Linked DNA regions of Sus scrofa: regions 1 and 3 are each linked to region 2. Evidence: chromatin contacts called from public HiChIP or PLAC-seq data. All regions are on one chromosome and are shown on one strand. The core of a region is the stretch at or near the end of the contact, and the rest is flanking DNA. Distances in the headings are between cores, read along the strand shown. Region 1 holds the start of AGTPBP1 (cytosolic carboxypeptidase 1). Region 2 holds the start of ISCA1 (iron-sulfur cluster assembly 1 homolog, mitochondrial). Region 3 holds the start of NAA35 (N-alpha-acetyltransferase 35, NatC auxiliary subunit).

Region 1 (3,915 bases), core at 1,267-3,766, 370 kb after region 2:
AACTCAGCTTTTCTGGCCCTCATTCATATATCACTGAGTCTACCACATGACTACTGAAAGCCATTTGTCACTGTAAAACGTTCTGCCCCTAGAACCACTGCATTGGGTGAAATGTTGAGTTTTCTTCCTGCCATTTCCCAGCCTTGTCACCTTTGTTTAGGTGCAGCTCAGGTTTTCTTACTGCCCTCTGCTCCATGGTAAACTTTTTAGTTCAACACATAACAGCTGTTAGGTGTTTTGTTGAGCATTATCAGGTGTTTAACCCCTTAGCCAATTTTAGGAGGATTTTATCTGGCACATAAGGGATGCCTAATATACTGATGAGTGTTGAATGGGGTTGAGTAGTTACAACAATCCCACGGAGGTTACAACTCCAGAGGACTGGTTGTGTTTCAGAAACTTCATGATCAAGCTTGTGTATCTAACATTTATGGTTCCAGAGGGGAGTGGCCCTAGACTTTTGAGGTCCACCATTATTCCAAAACTTTTAGCTATACAGTTTTGTAATAAAGTTTGCTACATTTTTGTATGCTTCTCTACTAAAGGTATGGAGGTAAGGAAATCAGTAAAAGAGGAGAAAGAGATAGTTGGGCTCCAGTGCTCACTGTTCTTTCCCAAATTAGTACAAAGTTAAAATAAGCAAACATTTATTGAGTGCCTGCAAGGCACGGGCTAGACTGATTTGAAGAATTTCAGTTCAATGAATATCATTTTATGGTCAGACTCTGATCTATATCACACAATTAATTACGTTGAGTTTTATATACCATAATAAGGCATGTTGAGAAAGCTGAGGAACCAACAGGGATTGGTTCTGCTTTTTACTTAGTTGTGTGGTTTAATTTACTGGGTCTGTGTCCTGGCCATCAAATCACACTAACAATACTTTATTAAAGTGAAATGCAAATTCTACACATTCACATTTATATCTATACCTTTCTGTATTACAGGTTAATATACTTAAGAAGATGCTTTATTTATTTATTTGTCTTTTTGGGGTAGCACCTGGGGCATATAGAGATTCCCAGGCTAGGGGTCAAATCGGAGCTGTAGCTGCTGGCCTACGCCACAGCTCATGGCAATGACGGATCCTTAACCCCTTGAGCAAGATCAGGGATCAAACCCGCAACCTCATGGTTCCTAGTCGGATTCATTTCCCCTGCGCCACGATAGGAACTCCCAGGAAGATGCTTTTTGATTAAAGTTTCATATGTGTCACATATATTTAAATTCTATAAAATGTTAAATGTTTTTAGATAATTAAGTGTTCTCAGACAATGCTTTCTAGACTGGATGGCTTGGGGTGGTAATTGTTCTAAAATTATTTAAAATGCTATAACCTACCTTTTGGTGCTCCTAATCAGGGAAACTATGGCATTTATAAAATGGCAGTTTCTTGTTCATCGTAGTAAAGACATCTGCCAAGGGCAAACTGCAGGCAGCACAGATGCTGCACCTTGGATTACCTTTGAAATGACCTTCGCACCTGCATAAGTTCTTTTAAATATGATGATAAGAAAATGAAACAAAAACCTCACAGCTCTCAATTTATTTCCCTATCCAGCTGTAATAATTTTACATTTCTTACCAGCTACTATAAACAGCAGCAAACGTGACCTATGCTCTGGAAAAAAAAAAGTAAATGTCAGTGTTTATTAAGAATACGTTATAATGTGTTCACATGCAGTCGAAACAGAAGAGAGTGAGTGTATCGGTATTTTATCTCTCTGACACATTATTTTGGCTCAGAGAAAACATTCCATCTTTGTCTTTAGTGGCTCATTCAGCATTACCATTTTTTTGTGACTATATGTACGCACGTTACAAAAAAAGCAAAAATTAAATCAGCATGAAATTTTGTTCCTTGCAGCACTAGGTATCTGATTTATTGAGGTATGACCACAAGGTAGAATTTCATTGTGTTCTGGGAGCCTGGCTGTGAGAGCTGATAGTCTTCACCCTATTAAGGACTCTCCCTGAGGTCAGTAAAAGGCTCTGTTCTACTGCGGTCCCCAAGGTCCAATGCCACCCCGGTACCACGTGCGTCGGAGAGTTAACAGCCACTGGTGTGGTGCTGCCAAAAGCCTCATAAGACTGTCGGGGTGGCTCCAGCTTAGTTCTAGGAAAAGGCGGAGGCTCTAATTGAGAGAGCAGAGCAAGGTGACTTACAGGACGCGGGCAGCCGCCGGGAGACCCATTTGGTCGGGTAGGGCGGCAGCTGCAGTGGACGACAGCCAGCGCCGCGAACAGCCGGGCTCCAGGATCCCGACCGCGTTTTCCCGGCTTCCAAACAACCGCGTTCGCCCCGCCCTCTCCTTTGCGCGCGCTCCCAGCTTCCCCACGCGCGCTCCCCGGGCCCCCGCCGCTTCTGCCCGCGCGTGACCCGCCCTCCCCGCCGGCGCGCGCCCATCTTGCACGCGCGCCCCGCGCTCCCTCCTGCCCGGCGCGCGCGAGCCGGCTGGCCTAGCAGTGCGGTGGGCGGGGCGCCGCGCTGACGTTGCCCGGGATGCGGGCAGGTTCCGCCGCCGCCGCCGCCGCCGCCGCCGCCACTGCTGCAGCCGCCTCCTCCTCGCCTGCCACCGGGGTTTGTATGAAAACACCCGGCGGCGGGCGGCGAGGAATCCGTCGTGAGCCGGGAGAGCAGCCGCAAGTGCTGCTGACGCCGAACTGGGTGCTGCGGCTCTGCCTGGTCCCTGCCAGCGCCCCATCCTGAGCCGGTGAGCGCCGCTCCGCTGTCCGCGCGTCCGGGCCAGCAGCCCCTCGCCCGCGACTTGCCCGGCTGCCCGCCACCCCTCTGCTCTCTCCGGCCGCGGCATCCTGGGGGCGGGAGAAGCCAGGGAGGAGCGGCCCTGAGCCCGCCGTGGTCTGTGCCCTGCCACCCCTCCGCCCCTTACCTGACAGGTTGTGTAACCCGTGTCTTTCGGGGGTGGACCCGGTCTTGAAGGGAAACGCCTGATGGATGGGGGCTTTGGCCGGTGTCTGGAAAACGTCCCACCCCGCCCCCACCCACGGACACTGGGAAGCCCCCGCCCCGGTCGCCCCCTTCCCGGTCGCCGCGGAGGATTCCTGGCGCGGTCTCCGAGCACAGGCGGCCACCCGTCCTGCCACCCCTTTCTCTCGGGCCCCAAGCGCCGGTGGCCTCGGTACAGCGCGGAGCAGAGCGGAGGGGCGGCGGGCCGGGGCCGGGCGCGCGCCCAGCCTCCCCACCCACCCCAGCACCCACCCTAGCTCTCACCCTCTAGGTGCGCTAGGCTTTCAGGTGGGATGTGGCGTTGGCGAGGCTTACTTCCTCTCAATGGGTGGCTTGACCTGAAGTGTCTTCTCTGCTTACAACTTGTCGCCTTGTGGGTTTGATTTGAACCTGAATCATCGCCCTAGATGACAGTGCAGTGTTTCCCTCCAGCCTTCCTTCCTGAGTTGCGGGTTCTTTATTGCAAGTATTCAGGGCCTCTTGCAACCCAGCGCAAAGGCTTGCGGAGCCCTATGGTGTGGTTTCCCTCCTGTACCTTTAAGTTTCTTAAAGTGCCAGTACGGTTTTGAATCGGTTAGTTTCCTTTCCTGGGCATTTTACTCATTATAGAATGGAGTTATAAAACATTGATGCAGAATGGCTTTTATACTTAAAGCCCATTTCTCGTTTTAAGATAGAGTCCTCAAGAGCCTGCAGGTGCACTGTTGATGACCTAATATGTTGTAAGATCCGGTAGAAATTTTCTTTGGCGGTATTACTTCTTTGTGGGTGTTTTTTTTTTTTTCCCCCCAGGTATTCACAATTATGGCAGAGTTTATGATGCACGACAGTTTATAGTTAGCAAGGACTTTAGCAGTCTTCTGGATCACTTATTTTCCTTTACCATTTATGTCCTCATTGGAATCTTTATATAAATGGAGTTATGTCTTTCTTTGTTAACCTCT
Region 2 (3,713 bases), core at 586-3,085:
AAAGTGCTGCACAACTACATAACATTTTTTTCAGTAACTGATAAAAAATGATATATAGCATCTTTTTTACATTTTTATTAATGAATTCTTTTAGGGCAGTTTTACGTTCACAGCAGAATTAGGCAGAAAGTAGAGTTTCCTTATGCCCTGCAGTGCACCAATCTCCACCACCGTCCACATCCGGCACCAGAGTGGGACATGTGTTACAATCTATGAATCTCTACATGGACACATCATTATCACCCAAGTCCACTGTTTACATTCAGATTCATTCCTGGTATAGCACATTCTACTGATTTGGACAAATGCATAATGACATTGTACCATACAGAGTGTTTACACAATTTTATGGCATCTCTAAATATCCATTAACGGGAGTTCCTGTTGTGCTCAGTGGCAAGAAGATGCGGGTTCTACCCCTGGCCTGGCACAGTGGGTTAAGGATCCATTCTTGCCTTGAGCTGTGGTCACAGACATGGCTGGGATCCAGCATTGCTGTGGCTGCAGCCTAGGCTGGCAGCTGCAGGTCTAATTTGACCCCTAGCCTGGGAACTTCCATATGCCACAGGTAAGGCCCTAAAAAAAAAAGCAAAAAAAAAATTATCCATTAATAATTAGTAGTGGTGTTTAATCTGCACCACATCTGTAGGAGGAAGAGCAGGAGAAAAATGCCCTATACCAGATCAACCAGCTAGTTAAAGATGAAGCCGAGAGACATACCACACTACCGTCGCCTAATCCCAGTTTCCTCTGTGCACCGTGGGGCCTGGGGAAATAACCATTCTCTTAATGTCAGTGTGATTGCATTTCAACAGCAGAGAGACAAGTGATGTAACGAAATCTAACTACAATCCTGTAGGCTCCAAGGGGCCTAAAACACTAAGCTCCTCTTGTAGGAGGTTGGGGATAGTCATTGGCCTAGCCCCACCCCGCCCGCCCCCGGCCGGGCATTAAAAAAACACTTCACTGATTAGTTCTTTCCTTATCAAAACAGAACTGGAATTCCTCCCCAGCACCACTCCACAGAACCTCCTCCCTTTCCCCCTTACCTCTAGCGCTTCCAGGAGAAATGCCACCTTTCCTCATGGTCTCCCATCTTACCCCCCTGCTGCACTTCTATCCTACCAGGATCTCATTCTCCAAACCCTCTATTTACCAGGCTTCCTGTGTATGCCCGGGTATACTGCAGGCTGCACAGTGCATGCGACTCAGGAATATTTGCTGAATCAAAAGGCAGAAGCACCTGAGTACCCAAGATCTAACAAGCAACATGTATTCAATCTAGCTATTGACTGGTACTTGCTATAAAAGTATTACCAGAGCTGCCCGGTCACATCTCAGAGTAAGACTGTGTTCCAAATTCAGCACCCGAAGAGAACACTGCGTTAGTACCGTCTTTCAACGTCCCAAACAGCCTGTGGAAAGAGGGAGGGGAGAAGGAGAGGTTGTTTATCGAGAATCTGCGGTAATTCTACGCCCTTAATAACTCCCTAGCTGGACCAAAAAGGAAGACAGACGTGTACTACGTCTGGGCCTCGGAACCACTCTGTCCTTGAGAGCACCAGCCGGTGGACTTATTTGCGTTCTTAAGCGGCAGCGCCGCACCTTGCTCCGCAGGCAGGTAATGGAACTACGCGCTTTCACAGTCCACAAGTCGGAGCTAACTCCACATGCCCTAATCTGCACGGAGACAGCGCACTGAGACCTTGCGCAGAGGGACGACCTTTCCCTCGCCCCCTGCGCCCCCACATCACGTGACCACTGCCCGGGCGTCCGGCCCCGCCCTCCGGCCATCACTCACGCGGCCCGCCCAATGGCCACGGCGAGGGCGGGCCCGCGCAGGGCGGGGCCTCGGCCACCGTGCGCCGGAGCCTGTGGCGTCAATGCGCCAGCCGTGTCCATGGAGAGAGGCTGAGGTGGCCGAGCTCCGGCCCAGGTACCGGGTCGCCGGGACGGCGAAGATGTCCGCTTCGTTAGTCCGGGCCACTGTCCGGGCTGTGAGCAAGAGGAAGCTGCAGCCCACCCGGGCCGCCCTCACCCTGGTGAGTGGCCAGGACGCGCGGTCGGGCCCGTGACTTTGGTTCCCCTCTGCCCCCGCGAGGGGGGTGGCGGGGCACGGCCGGCCGACGTTGCCCTGGTCCCCCTCTGCAGCCGCCGCTTCGCCGCCCCCTCCCTTCGGAACTCGTCCCTGCTGGGGAGATAAACAGGCGCGGGAGGGGCTGCTCCGCGGGAGCCGGGAGCCCGGGAACTACGTTTCCCAGCAGGCCGTGCGCCGCCGCGTAGAGGGGGGAGGGGGCGCGAGCTAGGCGCCCAGCAGTCAGCCGCGGTGTTCTTGGAGCCTGGGGCAGCGGAGGTCTTGTAGGGGCTAGGGTGTAGGTTATTTAGAGATCTGTGTGTCAGGTGCCGGGGTTAGCTGGATGAATGAACCTGGGTAGCTGTCCTTGAGGCGCTTGGGGAGAACCTTGGCTAGCCGAAGTGTGAGTGCGTGAGCGCCGGTGAGAGCGCAGAGGTGACAAAGCCCACGCTCTGGCGAAATCAAGACTGCAGTGCATAAAGGGTTACTTCCTGGTGTCTACGGTGGAAGAGAGTTTTTGAAACGCACTCTCTGCTTCCAGCGGTGTTGGGCCGTGGTCACGTCTTAAAAGGGACAAAGAAGGATACATTTCCGCCCAGAGTGAGTTTATAGTGTTTTTTGGGTGAAGGGTCAAACATTCAAAGGGCACCAGCATACGCGCTGCAGATAAAGAATTTACTACGCGTGCTGGATCATCGGCGTACTGCGCCGTGTTTTTTTCTTTTTCTTTTTTTTTTTAAGCTAAGGGAACATTCACATAAAATGTACCATTTTAAAGCGTTCGATTTGGTGGCATTTAGTACATTCGCAGTATTTTGCCCCCGTCGCTTCTACGTAGTTCCGAAACATCTGTACCCGAAGGAAAACCCCAGTGTCCATTAACCAGTCACTATTTGCGTTTTGAAAGATTTATTTCATAGGAAAGCTAATGATCAGTTCAACATTCTTTTCACACACACACCCCACTCCTGATTAAGGAGAAGCTTTTGTGTAAGCACTCCAGTTCCTAAAGACCGGAAAACAAATTATATTGAATCATAGATTCTGTTTCATCTAATGCCACAAGAAAGTCTGTTGCCAGAAAATTAGTTGTAGCAAAGCAGAAGAAAGTCGTGATCAGGTGGGCGAATTTATTTTTATGGTGGCTCACTGTTTTAGGTCCATAAGGAAGTTATACTGTTTGTATATGATATTCTACATTCCTTTTTTCTGTACCACCAAGCCTGCTTCATGTCATGAAAGATCATCAAATCTTAGAATTTTCCAAGGTCTTGAAATAAGAACTAGTTGGCACTACTCCTAGTTTGTGTCTCCTTTCAGTCACAGTTAAAAGATTTCTGAATCAAAAGAATTCTACCAGTTCTAGTAATGGTAGTGCCAGGAAGAGTCAGAAAGTGTGGCGACACTTTTTTTGCCTTTTCTTTCTCCACCATTTGGCGTGTTACCTGTTTCTTCAAAATTTCTGAGTTCCACAGTTGCCCTTGTGGCTCATCGGTAACAAACCTGGTTATCCATGAGAACGCGGGTTCCATCCCGGATCCATGGGTTAAGGATCCAGTGTTGCCATGAGCTGTGGTGTAGGTTCCAGACACGGCTGGGATCCTGCGTCACTGTGACTGTGGCTAGGCCGGCAGCTGCA
Region 3 (3,788 bases), core at 1,009-3,508, 260 kb after region 2:
CTTAAAGTTCCAGCCCTCACTCTATCATTTGTTCCTTTCTCTTATCTTTATTCTTGCCGAGACGCTTTCCCCTCAAACAACAAACATGCTCACTTCGCCAATCATTTATGCCCAAGCATTTGAACTTGACTATGTGCCAGGCAATGTGCTATGCACCAGGATTATTGACAGGATCTCTGCATTCACAGAGCTCATATTTCAGTGGGTAAAGGTGACAATAAACAATAGTTGAAAATGGTTTCCAACAGTGGATAAGTGCTATGAAGAAAATAAAACAGGGTGATTCAACTGAGGTGGAGTTGAATAAAAAAGAATGAGGGAGTTCCCATTGTGGCTCAGCAGCTTATGAACCCGACTAGTATCCATGAGGACGTCAGTCTGATCCCTGGCCCCACTCAGTGAGCTGTGCTATAGGTTGCAGACGTGGCTCAGATCTGGCGTAGGCCAGCAGCTGTAGCACTTGATTCGACCCCCAGCCTGGGCACTGCCACATGCCGCAGGTGCAGCCCATGAATCTGCTTTGATTGGTTGTTTTCTGAAAATCTCACTGTGAAGCTAACATTTAAGTGGTCAAGAAGAAGCCTGTGATGTGAACACCTGGGGAACCGACCCTGATGTGTTTATTAAGGATCTTGGGACCAACGTAATGAGCCCAGTGGAGCAGTGGTACAAAAAACAGTCTGAGCTGTTGGCAGGCACCAGATCATATTGGCCACAGGGAAGAAGTTTAAATTTTATTCTACATACAGCAGGAAGCCAACGGAAGATCTTAAGCTGGGAAATGATGTGATGTGACCATTTTCAAACCTCAAATATACACAAACACTATTGTCTTTGGGGCAACAGAATTCCTATTTCCGCAGTTTGAAATTATTGCTATGTACTCTCAAACTTATTAAAGTTAGAACATGTTAACAGAAGAAACTGCCTCAATGTCTGTATTTCATGATATATATAAACTGGCTTCAAACAAAAGTTAAAATCAGAAAATAGAGAATGAGTGTGGTTAACAAGCTCAATAAACCGCACTTACCTGTTGATTTTCTTTTTCATTTACTGCTACAGTTTAGAAATCACAATCCACATTTCATTGCACCCTTTCTCAAATTTTGAACTTCTATTTCAAAACTTCAAACTCACCTCGACAAGCTTCTTCAAAATCTTGGGTTATGTCCACCCAGTTCGTATTGCTTTTTTCCATCTTTTCTGGTGTACTGAGCTCCCATCCTGAATCATCATCTTCTACAGAAGCTTTCATAACCATTATGCCTATAAAATTAATACTGGTGTAAAAGAGAGGATGTAGCTTTCAGGACAAGGGTACTGGCAAACCATGTGTGTCTGTTTAAGTACTGGATGAAAGTCTTACTAAACTGTCTGGGCAGAGCTCTTTTGAGTTTGTGGACGGTACTGTAAAAAATTACCTTAATGCAATTAAATTTCACGTTAATTAACACTACTGGTCCACCATCTACGAGGGCTCATAAACAAGTTTGCCTATTTCATAAGAAAAATCACAAACCATCCCAGCACTGGCCCAAAGAGAACCAACTCCACTGTTTCCAACTTTCAACGCTGGCCACAAATAACCAAGGCACTCTTCAAGGTCCCCTCTCGCAGCCCAAGACCCCATGCGGCAACCACTCAAGTCAAGGGGGTCCCTCCCCTACCGGAGCTTGCTGGATCAACCTCTCTCCGCTCGGCAGGACCCCAGCATGGCCTGTCCGGGGGGCACCGCACAAGGGAGCGCACCACGGGGTCCCAGCCATCGGGCTTAGGGCGGAGGTGCACCTGAAGCGGGGACCCGGCTCACCCGGGTCAGCCCGGCCCGGTCCCAAAGGCACGGAAGCAAGGACAGAGCTGCCGTCGCGCGGGAGGACGGGCATGCCCGGTGCCAGGTCGTCGCCCGGTAACACTGTGTAAGGCCGGGCCCTCGGCGGACACTGGGGAGCCCGTAGCTCCTACCTGAAGCGCGGCGGGAGGGCCGGGGCCGCAGGGTGACCTGGAGTCCCCCGGGTCTGCCACACGCGCGAGGGGCTGCGGCTGTCGGACACGGGTAGGAGGAAGTCTCAAGGGCTCCGCACGGTGGTTCCTACCTACTTCTCCCGTGGCCACTCGCGCCGCCACACAGTCCGAACCGCGGAAATAAAGACGCCGCCTCGGCTACTGCCGCCGCCGCCGCCGCCGCCGCCCCCTCCCCTCTCAGCCCAGCCCGACCATCCGCGTGCGCGCATGCGTACGCCCAGTGCGCGCGACCCCGCCTCCTCTCCCTCACGCCAGGGGACTTCGCGCTCCCGGCCACACCCCCTTCCTAGCCACTGCCGTCATTCGGCCGTTGGAGGCCATCTTCTCTTCTCGCGAGATTAGAGGCAATCGCAAGACCGGAAGCTATCTTCCTCCTCCAGCCTTGGGCAGCGACCTGGTTAGTGGGTGGGTCCCAGTAAGGGGCGGAGCCTGGGGACCCAGAGCCCGCCCCGCCTCGTCCCGCGCAGCTCCCTGGGAAATTCTTAGAAAGGTGAAGAGAATCAGGAGGAAGGAGTGGAAGTAGGTGTGGACCCTTGATGTTGGGGCTGTGAATGAAGAGCTCAGCTCTGAAAGCTCCGTCGAGTTGGTTTTGCCTGACACTTGATTTATGTTTCCTAGAGAATCTGGGGAGTTCATGAGGAAGAATGGAAACAAAATATCAGCAGAATCAAGTCATTTTCTTTTAGACCCATTACATGGTTTAAAGCTTTCCTAAAATTAGTAAAATGATCATTTTTAAAGTGCAATTAAATAAGTAGACTACTACGGGTAGGAAACAAAATGCATCTTTACCACCACGTTGCCAATAAAATGGCTAAAGTTTAAGAGATGATACCCAATGTTGAGGACACAGAACAGTTGGAGCTCCAATTTGCTGGAGCTGGAACTCAGATGTTGCTGATGGGGAATGCAAAAGGATACAACCTCTTTGATAAACAGTTCATCTTTTACTATAAAATTAATCATGCACTTACAAGACCAAGCCATTGGTCCACACAAAAACTTGTACATTAATTTTTGTAGCTTTAAAGACCAAAAACTGGCAACAACCTTAATGAGCAGATAAACAACTTGTGGCATATCCATACGATGATGTGTAATTATTCATATAATGAATAGTAGTTATTGACAAACAGGGATGAGTACTTGACATGCAAAAATATGAATCTCAAAAAAATTCTGAGCAAAGGAAATCATTATGGGAGTTCCTGTTGTGGCTCAGGAGGTTAAGAACCTGACTAGTTTCTATGAGGATGTGGGTTCGATTGCTAGCCTCACTCAGTGGGTTAAGGAACCGGTGTTGCCATGAGCTGTGGTGTATGTTGCAGACATCACTCGGATCCTGCATTGCTGTGGCTGTGGTATAGGATGGTAGCTGCAGCTCCAAATTTGACCCCTAGCCCGGGAACTTCCTTGTGCTGCAGGTTCTGCCCTAAAGAGGGAAAAAAAAAAATCAGTATGAGCAAAAGACTAGACTATAATTTTATATGTAATTTTTAAAAAGACAAATTTAATCTGTAATGACAGAAAACAGAGCAGTGACTGCCAGAGCGGGAGGAGGTGTGAGGCAGGATTAATTGGAATATGGCTAAGTGATTGGAAGGGATGGAAATGTTCAAATCTTGATCATGGTAGTGGTTATATGGCTAAATTCATTTGTAAAAGTTCAGTGAAGTACACACACGTGTGCATTTTACTGCGTGCAAATCAAACTTCAATAAAGTTGACTTTAAAAATGAAAAATACAAAGAAGTTCCCATTGT

The links. HiChIP or PLAC-seq counts read pairs in DNA pulled down with a chosen protein or histone mark.
Region 1: an H3K27ac HiChIP or PLAC-seq map of skeletal muscle shows a contact between it and region 2, with 4 times the contacts expected there. The contact joins the promoter of AGTPBP1 here to the promoter of ISCA1 in region 2. A contact is called at or near these places in 1 of 5 promoter capture datasets (fetal liver), 1 of 47 Hi-C or Micro-C datasets (psoas muscle) and 2 of 2 datasets of contacts at active chromatin or transcription factors (alveolar macrophages and skeletal muscle).
Region 3: a contact with region 2 is called in an H3K27ac HiChIP or PLAC-seq map of alveolar macrophages. The contact joins the promoter of NAA35 here to the promoter of ISCA1 in region 2. A contact is called at or near these places in 2 of 5 promoter capture datasets (fetal liver and liver), 5 of 47 Hi-C or Micro-C datasets (alveolar macrophages, embryonic fibroblasts, heart right ventricle and 2 more) and 2 of 2 datasets of contacts at active chromatin or transcription factors (alveolar macrophages and skeletal muscle).

What each region holds. Positions count from the first base shown.
Region 1 is chr10:29,437,634-29,441,548 of Sscrofa11.1, forward strand. AGTPBP1 (cytosolic carboxypeptidase 1) reads left to right here and starts at 2,517. Exons shown (of 25, transcript XM_013989714.2): 1 at 2,517-2,717. LOC110255596 (serine/arginine repetitive matrix protein 3-like) reads right to left here and starts at 2,708. Exons shown (of 2, transcript XM_021064272.1): 1 at 2,170-2,708. The coding sequence starts at 2,708.
Region 2 is chr10:29,064,300-29,068,012 of Sscrofa11.1, forward strand. It overlaps ISCA1 (iron-sulfur cluster assembly 1 homolog, mitochondrial), which reads left to right and starts at 1,836. Exons shown (of 4, transcript XM_003357702.4): 1 at 1,836-2,042. The coding sequence starts at 1,884. LOC102160368 (a long non-coding RNA gene) reads right to left here and starts at 1,812. Exons shown (of 2, transcript XR_001304283.2): 1 at 1,606-1,812; 2 at 1-1,415.
Region 3 is chr10:29,320,451-29,324,238 of Sscrofa11.1, forward strand. It overlaps NAA35 (N-alpha-acetyltransferase 35, NatC auxiliary subunit), which reads right to left and starts at 2,259. Exons shown (of 23, transcript XM_021064637.1): 1 at 2,097-2,259; 2 at 1,141-1,269. The coding sequence starts at 1,264.